Linked DNA regions of Macaca mulatta: region 2 is linked to region 1. The links are chromatin contacts, called in public Micro-C maps. All regions are on one chromosome and are shown on one strand. Each heading gives the region's core, a stretch centred on a gene start, on an enhancer-like site or on the middle of the called end of the contact. The rest is flanking DNA. Distances are from core to core; before and after follow the strand shown. Region 1 has its middle 89 kb from the start of CHD2. Region 2 holds the start of LOC144330127.

Region 1 (6,582 bases), core at 2,144-4,643:
TGTCTCAAAACAAACAAACAAACAACAAAAGCAAACGTTCATTTACACTTAAATAATCTTAGGGCAAAGTTTATATCCTTGCTGCACATCAGAAAGAAAATTTTAGCAATTTCCTTTGCATCACATCTCTACATAGAAATGAACTAGTTAAAAAGGAAAACAGGGCCGGGCGCGGTGGCCCACGCCTGTAATCCCAGCACTTTGGGAGGCCGAGATGGGTGGATCATGAGGTCAGGAGATTGAGACCATCCTGGCTAACACGGTGAAACCCCGTCTCTACTAAAAAAATACAAAAAATTAGCCGGGTGTGGCGGTGGGCGCCTGTAGTCCCAGCTACTCGGGAGGCTGAGGCAGGAGAATGGCGTGAACCCGGGAGGCGGAGCTTGCAGTGAGCTGAGATTGCGCCACTGCACTCCAGCCTGGGGGAAGAGCCAGAGGCCCCATTTCAAAAATAAAAAACAAAAAAAAAAGGAAAACAGGTTTCCGTAGTATTAGCAGGTTGACGGTGATGGAGTCCTTTTAAATATTTAACTTGAAGTTAATGTCCATGTCCGGTATTTATTGGACACACATGCATATAACATCGAGAATATACAATTTACAATTTTCAAAAAAAAAAAAAAACAAAAAAAACCCAGTATCAATTTAGAAGAGTGAGGGCAATTAAAGTTGAGCTAGGATTTGAGCTAGGCTGGGGAGGCAATACAATTAACAAATTTGGTTTGGAGAGTTAAAATATGTATCAAACAACCAAATACAATCAAATACAATAAAAAAAGTATCAACAGATTCACTGTAAATCTTATTTTACAGAAACTTGTACAAAACTTTTTGTATTAAAATGTTCATGCCAGCATTATTTACAGAAACAAAAAACGAGCTGCATACAGCATCTTGGGCCAGTAGTCCCAGCTACTTGGGAAGCTGAGGCTGGAGGATTGCTTCAGCCCAGGAGTTTTAGGCTGGAGTGCACTATGATCTCACCTGGGCAACGCCTTGACTCAAACAAAACAAAACTCAAAACCTATTTAACAAATCTGGTGTCCAATAGGAGAACTGTTAATGGTTAACTATGGCATACTCATCTGCTGGAATACTGTGCAGACTCAAAGTCATGAAGATTCTTATTGCCATAAAAAAGTACATTATATGTAAATACAAAATGTAGGTTATAAAACTATGTCTAGTATTATTTTAAGACAAATACAGATGTACAGACGATTAGCATAATAGTGGTTATTTCTTGGTAGTCACATTTTGGGTGATTTTCTTTGTATTTTTCATGTTTTCTGTTGAGCACAATTTGCTTCAGTAATATAATAGTAATTTCTAAATGTTAAGTAAACAAGGTAACAAATTGTACACCCAGTATAATCCCCCCAAAACAAACTTAAGCCTAGCCTAAGAACAAGTAACTACATTATTAGAGTATGGGTTCTTTTAAATTTGTTCTGTCTCTCTTTTTTTTTTAACTAAAGTTCTTAGAATAAGGTATTTTAAAATTTAAAATACATTTTCTCTTTTTTAACAGGAAGCCTGTGTTAATGAAAGTCTGGAGACAACTTAAGACCTGAGGCTCTACTCTAAAGCTTGTGTTCCGGTATGCCAGTGGCATTTGCTGAAAAAGTTGTCCGAGATTTTATCTGAACCGTACGTACAAAAGGAGACAAAAAAGGAGGTAGTCACTGCAAAATATATGGACACAAATGGGGCAGGGTCCTTTGGAAGAAATGCTATGTAGGAAAGCTGCATTCTTTTCTCAGACTGAGGGGAAGGAGGGTTCCTGACCTTTCTAGATTAAAGGATTCTTTAGAAACTCTGTCCACCGCTTCTTTGCCAAACGATGTAAGAGTCTGAAGTGAAGCCTCAGAGGGCATGGATACACAAAGGAGTGGCTAAAGAAAAATTCTCTTAAATCTCTGATTGGGTCAAAAATCCACCCTTAAGCCTTATAATAGAAGACTTGCCACGCCCTCCGCCGCCCCCCTTCACATTATACTATCAATAGTAATACAGTTTTGATCACAGCACAAGTGTTAAAAATCCCTACCAGCCTGAAGAAACCATAAGGGATCTCTTCATAAAGAAAATAATGTCTTTTCCCCAGCTGTCACTGTCGTGTGCCCTCGATTGGAAGCCTTATTACATTCAGGCTTTTTTTTTTTTTTTTTTTTTTTTTTTTTTTTTTTTAACATTAACCTCCCAAACCTTTGGGAGGCAAGTATTATTGTTTTAAAAAAGGAAGAAAAAGGTCATATTTCAGAGACATGCCAATGGCCTCACAATTTACTTAGCGAGCATGAGAGAATCCGAATCCTAAATGTAAGATGACACATTTATAAATAAAACCAAGGACAAATGTCTCCTTTATTCTAAATATACCATCACACTCTGAGTAGCTGGGGTTAACTATTTTTACCCACACTGGCTCGTTTGCATCTCAAACTCACGTAAAATAAAAACAGTGGTGAGAAATGAAAACGGACTCTGGGGCAACTGCCCCGGCAGAGCGTGAAAGGCTTGGTCTTTCAGCACTAGATTCAACGACATGAAGGGGAAGCTGTGGGCCTTGAGCACTTGACCATTGTGCTTTATTTCTTGCATTTTATAATACACAGCGACCGATGTCTACATTTTTATTTCCTGAAAAGGTGTCCAAGGTGGCTGATATAAATTAACAGAATTTCAGACTTTACCACATATTCAAGGTCCTAGGGCAGCTCCCGTCTACGGTCAAAAACAAAACAACAACAAAATTCCAACATTTGAACGGGGCGGGGAAGCTACTTTAAAACCCAGATAGAGATTTTTCTCCTTCGTTTGGAGGAAGGTAGGAAGGGTTTGTTTTAATGCTTTGCACAAAGGCGGGAAACGGTCATCAAAGCTGTTGCAAAGGGAAGAGCCAATGCATTAATTCGATCCAAGAGGACTCGCCTCGTTGGATTTGCAGCAACCTAATCTCTCGCTCAGGAAGAAAACGCCCCGAGGAAGAGTTTTCTGCCCTCCTCGTTTGCAGGGAGCAGCAAACGCTGGGACAAAATAAACGGGCGCCGACTGGGAAGCACGCTGGCAGCTTTGCGGGACTGCGCCGTGGGACCCCCCGCAGGGCCTGGGTCTATGAACTCCGACCAGGCGGAGGGCGCGTCCGCTTGGCGCAGTTGTCCCCGCGCGAGCCCATATTTAGTCGAACGGCCCAAGGCTAAGCAAAACCACTTAATTTATCTCTCCGGATCCCTCGAACGCGGGCCTTTAAGGGGCTCGCAGCCTCAGGGACGCCAGGCTGACCCCGCCCCCCGGCCGCCGCCATCTTGTTGTTTTCCCCGATCCTTCCTGACCGGCCACGTGGCACGGCGCTGCGGAAGCGAAGGCACCGCCCCAACTTCCGGCAGGGCTGGTTCCAGCCGCCCGCGGGACGCAGACGCGCGGCTGCCCCCTGGTGGATGGCCTCGGGGCTCCGGCCGCACCCTGCCCCGCCTTCCTCCGCCATTTCATTCCCTGCCCACAGCACGTCCGCTCTCCGCTGCCAGCCTTGGCCCAGAAGCGTGCTCCGAGGGCGGGGCCGCTCCGGGCACCACCTTTAGTGTGGGAGCGTTTTTAGTCTGGTTCATCGAGGGCTAGAGGGTCATCTACATCTTTACACACATTTAATTATTAATTTTGCATTTTGTCTTATATTTTTGAGACGGGCTTACTCAGTCCCCCAGACTGGAGTGCAGTAGCCGGACCACAGCTTTCTGCAGCCTCCAGATCCCATGCTCAAGGGTTCCGCCCGCCTCAGCCTCCCAACCTGGTGGGATTACAGGCGTGAGCCACCGCCCCGGAACAACTTAATTTAAAAAGAACGCCATACGGTTGTCTGGAGGTGTTTTGGTATGCGGTGCTTGGTGCTTCCAGACTTTCACACAGGAGGCCCCAACCTTGGTTTTCAGACCTCCCTTCTGCCCGGAGCCCCAAGCCAGGCCAAGCCAGGGCGTTTCCCAGGCAGCGCGGGGTGGTGCTGGGGGCGGGGAGGGCACGGTGCGGCCGGGGGAGATGGGGAGGCGCATGGGGCCGGGGTGCAGCTCCAGGGACCTGGTCAGCACCCTTTGCTAGTACTATTTCTTGGTTTTCTGGACGTTCCTTTCCCCTTGGAGCTGCTCTTGTGTCTCCCATTTCATCTCCAAACCAATTCTGGTTTCTTGAACGTTTGCCTTGAGCAAGGCGTGGGTTATCTTAGGTAATCCTCGTAGCAGCCTTTGACATAGAAGCTGTTTCTACTCACACTGGTGCTCAGAGGGAGTAATTCGCTCATGGGGTAGAGCTTGGTTGGAATCAAGGGCACCTAAGTTTCTACTGTAGACATTGAGGTTCTCGGCCCTCCAACAGTAGCATCTCCAATGTCAGGGAGCTTGTTGGAAATGTCACTGTTAGGCGTCTATCCCGGACCTTCTAAATGGGAAACGCTGAGGACGGTGGTGGATGGGGCCCGACAGGCTGTGATTACCAGGCAGCAAGGTGATTCCGAGGCACCCTGAAAACGCTTTCCCTCACAGCCCTTTTCAGGGTGAAGAAAGGGAGACTTGCCCTTAATGAGTGCTGATTCCATGGCATTTTGCATAATTCTGTGATGTAATCCTCCCGACCACTCTTTTATAGAAGAAACCGTAGCTCAAACTTTTCATGAATTTAGAGTGCCAATATTTATGTAAAATGATGGTATGTGCCATTTGCTTGCACCGTGTATGCATAAAATATCTCTGGAAGAATATCAAGGTGTTAACACAGTTTTACCTCCAGCAAGAGGAGGATATAGGTTGCTAGGGTGACTGAGTTGGGAATTTTTTTTTTTTTTGTAAGATTTAGTAATTTACCGCCTGGCGCGGTGGCTCACGCTTGGAATTCCAGCACTTTGGGAGGCCAAGGCAGGCGGATCACGAGATCAAGAGATCGAGACCATCCTGGCCAACATGGTGAACTCCTGTCTCTACTAAATATACAAAAATTAGCTGGGCGTGCTGGCACGTGCCTGTAGTCCCAGCAACTCAGGAGGCTGAGGCAGGAGAATCGCTTGAACCCGGGAGGCGGAGGTTGCAGTGAGCCGGGATGGCACCACTGCACTCCCGCCTGGGAGACAGAGCGAGACTCTGTCTCAAAAAAAAAAAAAAAGTAACTTATGAATTTGGACCATGTGAATCTATTACTTGTTCCAAGTAAAACTGAATAGTTGAAAAGTACGCTGAGGCTAAGGGTAGTCGCTCAAGCCTGTAATCCCAGCACTTTGAGAGGCGGAAGTGGGAGGATCGCTTGAGTTCAGGAGTTTGATCAAGACCAACCTGGGCAACGTAGATCCCTATCTCTATTTTTAAAATATACCCTAAAGTCCGGGTGTGGTGGCTCACGCCTGTAAGGGCTGGGCACTGTGGCTGCCAGCACTTTGGAAGGCCGAGGCAGGCGGATTGCCAGAGGGCGGAGTTTGAGACCAGCCTGGCTAAGTGAAACCCCGTCTCTATTAAAAAGAGAAATAAATAAATAAATAAATAAATAAAAATTAGCCTTGCATGGTTGCGCACGCCTGTAGTCTCAGCTACTCGGGAGGCTGGGGCAGGAGAACCACTTGAAGGCGGCAGGCAGAGGTTGCAGTGAGTCGAGATTGCGCCACTGCAGTGCAGCCTGGGCAACAGAGGGAGACTCTGTCTCAAAAAAAAAAAAAAAAAAAGTGTCTACTTACCTACCTATATAAATACACACTAAGAACAGTATTAGCACTAAAACCAGAATTTGAATTGAGGTCTGACTGGCTCCAGATTCCATATCCTCTGTTGATTACACGTGAAAACCTGTTTTAAACATAAAGTGCTCTGCTGGGCACGGTTGGTCACGCCTGTAATCCCAGCACTTTGGGAGGCAGAGGCCAGTAGATCACTTGAGGTCAGGAATTCAAGACCAGTTTGGTCAATGTGGTGAAGCCCCACCTTTACTAAAAATACAAAAACTAGCTGGGTGTGGTGGGCGCATGTAATCTCAGCTACTTGGGAGGCTGAGGCAGGAGAATCGCTTAAACCCAGGAGGCAGAGGTTGCAGTGAGCCGAGATAGTGCTACTGCACTGCAGCCTGGGCAACAGAGAGAGACTCTGCCTCAAAAAAAAAAAAAAAAAAAGCTCTATAAATTTCGGGTGTTGTTATTTATTTATTTATTTATTTTTGAGACGGAGTCTCGCCCTGTCGCCCAGGCTGGAGTGCAGTGGCGCAATCTCGGCTCACTGCAAGCTCCGCCTCCCAGGTTCACGCCATTCTCCCGCCTCAGCCTCCCGAGTAGCTGGGACTACAGGCGCCCGTCACCTCGCCCTGCTAGTTTTTTGTATTTTTTAGTAGAGACGGGGTTTCACCGTTTTAGCCAGGATGGTCTCCATCTTCTGACCTCGTGATCCGCCCGTCTTGGCCTCCCAAAGTGCTGGGATTACAGGCTTGAGCCACCACGCCCGGCCGGGTGTTGTTATTGATAAAATAAAATATTAAATTATTTCTTAGGACCAGGCACCATGGGTCATGCTTGTAATCCCTGCACTTTGGGAGACCAAGGCAGGAGGATCACTTGAGCTCAGG
Region 2 (6,582 bases), core at 2,040-4,539, 72 kb before region 1:
ATGGTTTTCCTCCAAATCTAATCAGTCTTCTCTTGTTCCCAAAATTAAACAAGGTTTAAAGGACCTTCAGTATTTTAAACTATTCAAAGGGTACGTTAAGTTACAATGGCTATGCATATATGCTTTTAATCTTTCCTGCAGTGAAAAGGCTTAAAGGCTTTGTCAAATTATTTCAGATAGTTTACTCATATTCATAATCACAACTTTTTTAAATGATACCATTCACTGATTAATTGAAATGTAAATTATTAAAGAATAAAAAACTTAAGCTAATTTTTGTCAAAACAATAAAAACCCAGTCTTACCTCAAATAAAAGAACTCTATTTGTTCAGAACCATCAGCAACCAAATTTATTTTAATCTCTAAGTCACCTTTAAAAAAAAGAAGAAAGATGGTATTAATGTTTTGAATTTTAAACATTTCTTGGCCAACGATTCAGTGTGATGAAACAAGAAAATATTCCACAGACAAAAATCGATGGGTAAATTGAAGAGACGCCTCATCGACACACAACCTGTACATTTATGGTTGCAGTTATTTATCTTAGTATCTATCAGTCTTTGTTTTCCTCATCTTTTGGCTGTATTGACCAATACTAAAGATTAACACATTGAATTAAACAGAAATACAGAAAATTCAAATTTTTGGACTGATTTAAGATTACGAACCTTTTTTTTTTTTTTTTTTACTTTCCCTCTTTTTATGACAGGCAATAAACAAACAAAGAAAAAGTTTACCATTCTTCAAGACAAATCATCTTAGTATCTCCCTTACCATCCAGAAATCTCTTTTACAATTATGAGCAATTAGAAATTAGCTCCTCTAAGAGAAATTAGTGAAGTTAAAATGGCCACTGGTTACTTTAAATTTTAAATCACAAGTTACTTGATCTCACCAAGTGGGATATTAGCTTTGTCTTTAAAGCTATTCTAAAACTTACAGTATCTAGACCTTTACTTAATTTCAAACCAGGGTCTTGAACATTTTCATTTCAGTCTTTCTCCTCCCCCATTTATCACGTAAAAAGATCTTTCAGGTTAAACTGCTAGCAATTATTTTGCATTTCACAATTCAAAGAGGATTCTAAAGAACTAGATTCAGAATATCCATTTAAAACCACTTTCAGTGCCCAAAAATTTCGGAAACATTGATTTGAAAAACCAAAATTAGTACTTAAAACAGATTCTATAAAATCAAGATATGCGCAACTGATGTAACATGTACCATTATAAGAAGGCTACTCAAAAAACAAAACAATTTTACTGGAAAAATGCCCTTAGAAATATGGTCGAATAAACCAGTATCTGATTTCAGATGTACTATGTAAGTCTGCCCAACACTATTTTTACGTAGTTCTGCACCTTTACAACACAAGAGCTCCGCAGAATGAAGACAAATATATTCTAAAATACACAAAGGTTTGTGCGCTTCTGGTTTGTTCTTCAAACCACTACTTAAAAATTACCCTTCAAACATCTTTTTAAGATTAGAGACTATACACAGAACTCTACTAAATTTTATGAAACCTGTACTTTTAAAATACTGTTCCGTTTTAAGCATATCTAGATTTTTATACATGCAACAAATGCAACAAATATGGCTCCTCTTCATCGCCCATTACCGAGAGCAGTCCTACTTTATTCATATTTACATTACGAGAAAGTAACTTCAGGAAGAGATTTGGTGTCAGAATGTTCTTTTGTGAAAGTTTTTCGATCATGGCTTGTGATAATATACATTCTCAAAAAAATTAAATTACGAACTTTTGACTAGGAATTGACCCAAGTACGTTCTAACATTCAGGTGTGAGAAGTTACAGATAACGGCGCCTTGTGACCTTTTCAAAAAGTACCAAACAGTGTATTTAATAATATTTAAATATCAGGAGATCAAATGATCTTGGCGTAATTACTCGGTAAAATAAACATTAACCAAACGTCATCAGCTAGCACCGTAATTATCAAATCTATTTCCATTAAACAGCTTTGACGACACAGTAAACTTGTCTTCGTAATTCTGAAATACCAGCAGCACTCCTCCAACTTGCATTTTTCAAAGACAACCTTAACGTCATAAAGGTTTAATAAGCAGCAAGTACCTTCGCATGTATCACTGCAGCCGTTTCAAAATCGGCTTTGAAAGAGTTAAAAGCCAACACCCAATAGGAGGGAAAAAAACAAGTTTTATTTTTGTTGAAACGTAGTCAGGGTTCCATTGTTCTTTTAAATTCGATCATGAAGATGAGTTCCCACCTCACCGGAAAGAGGTTAAAAAGCTCCTCCGTTGGAGAACCTGAAAGGGATTTTTTTACCCTAAATATCAAAATAACTCACCAGGACAGAAAGGGGCTCTCCACGCCCGATCCCCTTCGGGCTCTCGCCGGCAGTCACCCGCCGCCCCTTTCCTGGCGGATCCAGTCCCGGCGACGAGGCCGCCCCCCGCCCACCTGCCGCCCGCGGGGTCTGCAGCGGGGCCCCGCGTGCCCCCTACCCCGGGACCCCACGACTCGGGCCCAGGGCACCGAGGCGCATCCCACCGGGGAGAGCCGGCCCGCGACCACAGAGGGGCCGTGCGAGAAGAGCCAAGCGGCGAGGCCTGGCCCGCCGCCCCCTCCTGCTCGCGCGCTCAAGGACATTTTGCTTTTCCTCCCAAGGACAAAGGACAATAAAAGGAGCCGGGGAGCCACTCACCGGGTCCGAGCGCGGCAGCCGGCACCTCCTGGTCGCCCAAGTCCGAGTCCCGGGCCGGACCGCCCGCCCGAGCCTCCCGCCCGCGCCGGGTCCAGCCGCCGGGGCCCGGGGAAGCCTCCGAGGCGGCAACCGCAGCGGCGCTTTCGGCGTCGTGGGCCCGGCCGCCCTGGGAGCCTCTGCCGCGGGCTCTGACGCCGACGCGCGCGGCCCGCCTCGCCTCAGCCGCGGCCGCCCCACTCCCACGGGCCTGCGGGCCGTCCGGGCGTAGCTCCCCGCCGGCTGGTGGGCCCCGCGGCCGCGGCGGAACGCCTGACAGCTCGGGGTGCTGCTGCCTCTCCGGCCATCTTGTGCCGTGTGTGTGGTGTCTCTCTCCCGTCTCCTCTCTAGGCTTTACTCCCTCCTCCTCCTCCCCCCGCCCCACACACCACACAACATGGCCTCTTCGCTGCGGCGGCAGCGGCTGCGGCGGCGGCAGGAGCTCCGCCGCGCTCCAGCCCGCTCCCCTCCCCCACCGTCCCCGCCTCCCGCCCGCAGCTCCGGGACCCAGCGCGCACGCGCGCCGCCGCCCGCCCGCCGCAGCCATTGGCTCCAGGAGCTTCCTGCATCCCCTATCGGGAGCGGCCTCACGCACGCTAGTTGGCGTCTTCCTCCCGCCCAACAACAACTACTTCCATCCTATTGGGTAATTTCAACCCCACCCCTTCCGCCTCCTTCGTGCGGATAGGCTGGCCTTAGTGCCATTCACTACCCGTAGGCGTTTCTGGTTTTCCTGAGAAGCTCCGGCCCAGGATTGGCTGGTGATGGAACCTTTGGGGTTGGAGCTGAGCTGTTGCTTTTCTCCCCGCAGTGCGGACCCCTCCAGGCTAGCTGTAGGGTACTTGGTATGGTCTAGGCCAGTCTAGAATCGTTAGTGCAGGGTCGCACAAAATGTGGCTTCGCATCTAGAAAAAGCTCTGGCTTCGGTGTTTCTAAGTTCAGATTTTGTCTTTAAAAAAAGGAAAGAAAAAAATGACAGGATGATGAGCAAACAACATGCAGGCCCACAGCCCTTGGGCAAGCAGCCATATCCTCAAAATATTTGTTCTAAGCACCCAGGCCTCCCATGAAGGTCACACAGTCAGGACCAATGGTTTTACCACCAGCACATTCCCTAGCCCCAGTATCCGAATTGAGTTGCGATTTATTTTGAGGATTTGTAGACTGCGTGTTGCCCATTTACCTGAGACCCTAAAAGAATGTCTAGTGTCTTGTGAGCTGTCGCCATGGAAATCAAAAAATAAAAATTAAATTAAAAAGAATGTCCAGTGTCCTGAGGCCTTAGCGAATGAATCTCAATACCGGTTAACTGGATTCCACCCTGTAGGACAATGTTTGTTAGAGTAGCAGTTTGAACCTGAAAAACCGTGGTCTACCTTTTCAGCTTCCTTCCAGAGAACCAGGCAAAACAAGCTTCATTTCCTTTCGGCAAATCTCACTTTTTTCATTACTTCTTCCTACTTTAAGCTGGAAACAACTCTAAGCAGACCATAGGAACAAAATGAAAACCTAAACTTTCCTGAAATGGATGGGGAAAAAATAAAAGAGGTAGCTCTCTCCAGTTGCCAGTATTTAGAAATCTTGCTCCTTTTGGCAGGGGACCTGGGGAAAATGAAAGGAACACCAGATGCTTAGTTTTAACGGATTTTTTTTGAGGGGAGGGGTTTAGGGGTGAGGGAAACAACTCTTAAATTCTTTTGAGCCTCTGCCCCTGGGTTAGCATCAGAAAATGTTACATACATGTAGAGCCTAGGAAATAGTCTGGCCGCTTTTTTAAATGACACAGTTGTTGATTGATTTGGCTCAGTGTAGCATCAGCCACTTAGGACAGAGCTAGGACTTGATCTCAAGTTGCCTGACTTTTTATAGATCTTGATTTCCTTGTATGCAACCTGGCCACCCTCCTTGGCAATGTACTTTGAGCTCTAAGTGGGCACACGCACACACCCACAAAATACTTCTTCAACCGAAATTAAATTTTCTCCAAGAGACATTTAATTTCCAAGAGACATTCCCTTACACAGTGTAGCTTTGAACACCATGGACCTGCAACAAGGCTGTTTTTGCTGAAATAGCCCCATTCTGAATCCTTTTTTCTCATTCTTCTGGTGTGTTTTTGCTGTGCTGTTGTTCACTCCCTTTTCCTTCCGTTTTTCCCCTCTTATTACGACCTGAAATCCCTCTCTGATTCTGCCTTTCCAGATTCATCACCGAGTATGTCTATGCCAGGGAAACAGGCCTGAGCAGGCCTTTATTAAAACAGTCATGGCTGAAAAGCATTGAGTTAGCTGACTAGGTGCCAGGCATTGTTCTCAACTCTCATTGGTGATTAACTTGATCATACTACACTCCAATGAGAGACAGTTATCGTTCCTCTCTGTGTCTTATCCCTATCAGGAAACTGAGACTCAAGGAGTTTAACTTGCCCGAGTTCACACTACTAAGAAGTATTTTAGCCCAGATAATTTGCCTTCAGACCCTTCTGCCTCTCCCAGTTTTCTTTCAAAAACTGTCCCTTCGCTGAATAGGTTTATTTGAATCTTTTGTTGTGTGGATCCTCCAGATTTGCCAGCTCCTCCCTCCTATGCTTCATTGAAGGTATTCTACCTTTAGAATCAAACATGAGATCCAGTCTAATTGAATCCCCAGACTTTGCCCCACCCCATTGCTGTCAATCTCCTAAAGCCACCTGGGAGCCCTCCAGCTCTCTTGTTTGCTCCCACTTTGATTTCTGGAACCCTACGATTCAGCTTTGGAGTGGCTCAATTGTATGAGGGGATACCTTGGGCAACTTACATAAAACAGCTTTCTTCTCCCAAGTTTACATCCCACACGATGTCCTCTTTAGAGAAGGCCCTTTATTGAAACTTTGTCTGCTATCACAAATGACAGCTATGATTTCTTTTGCCATAGCTATACCATCTCTTCAGTCATCCCTCCTTATTGCAAGAAGAGTTCTGTTGTAAATAAAAAGCACCTGACACCTGGCAGACCACATCCTACCCCCTCCACAGCTCCTTTTCACTCTCAGTGATCTGCCAGAGAACCAAGAGGAAATCCCTCCCACCCCCAAGTCACACTGACTCCTGTGACTGCCATTTCTTTGGGAAAGAAGATGAAGAGGCAAACCCCTAGCCTTGGCTCACTTAGAGGAAAGGCCTGTGCATGTGCTCTGAGTAGTTCTGTTACTATTCAGTACTATCCAGTGAAAAACTTGGATGGGCAGAGAATATTTCTAGAAGGATACAAGGACATGTTTATACTGGTTGCCTCAGAAGAGGAAACCTCAGATGTAGCTACAGAGTTAGGGAAGAAGGGACACTTTTCGCTCTACTTTTCTGTGACTTTGGAATTTTGAACCATGTGAATGTATTGCCTTCTTCAATTAATTTTTTTTTTTTTTCGAAACAGAGTCTTGCTTTGTTGCCCAGGCTGGAGTACAGTGGCTCAATCTCGAATCACTGCAACCTCTGCCTCCTGGACTCAAGAGATTCTCTTGCCTCAGCCTTCCGAGTAGCTGGGATTACAGGCACGTACCACCACACCTGGCTAATTTTTTTGTCATTTTAATAGAGATGAGGTTTCACCATGTTGTCCAGGTTGGTCTTGAACCCCTGAATTCAAGTGATCCGCCTGCCTCAGCCTCCCAAAGTGCTGGAATTACAGGCATGAACCACCACGCCCAGCCCTAATTAATTTATTTTTAAGTAATTTATTTATTTTGGAGACAAGTTCTCGCTCTGTCCCAGGTTAGAGTGCAGTGGCAAGATCGTAGCTCACTGCAGCCTTGAACTCCTGACCGCAAGCCATCCTTCCTCCCACCTCAGCCTCCCAAGTAGCTGGGACTACAGGCAT

Evidence for each region. A called contact is a pair of places that touch in the nucleus more often than the background predicts.
Region 2: a contact with region 1 is called in a Micro-C map of CD4 T cells, with 10 times the contacts expected there. The contact joins the promoter of LOC144330127 here to the enhancer-like site in region 1. A contact is called at or near these places in 8 of 14 Hi-C or Micro-C datasets (CD4 T cells, blood, cortical neurons and 5 more).

Annotation. Positions count from the first base shown.
Region 1 is chr7:82,926,717-82,933,298 of T2T-MMU8v2.0, reverse strand. No RefSeq gene overlaps it. Among named protein-coding and RNA genes, the nearest start is that of CHD2, 89 kb to the left of the region's middle. Within about 2 kb of position 3,393, at least 18 of the 40 cell types and tissues checked have an H3K27ac peak or open chromatin away from gene starts, as enhancers often do. A contact at or near this core is called in CD4 T cells, cortical neurons, fetal cortex germinal zone and 1 more, where this site is marked.
Region 2 is chr7:82,998,386-83,004,967 of T2T-MMU8v2.0, reverse strand. It overlaps LOC144330127, which reads right to left and starts at 3,289. Exons shown (of 5, transcript XM_077940425.1): 1 at 2,335-3,289; 2 at 306-372. The coding sequence starts at 3,274. The coding sequence ends at 2,627. LOC144330128 (a long non-coding RNA gene) reads right to left here. Exons shown (of 3, transcript XR_013396020.1): 3 at 4,198-4,329.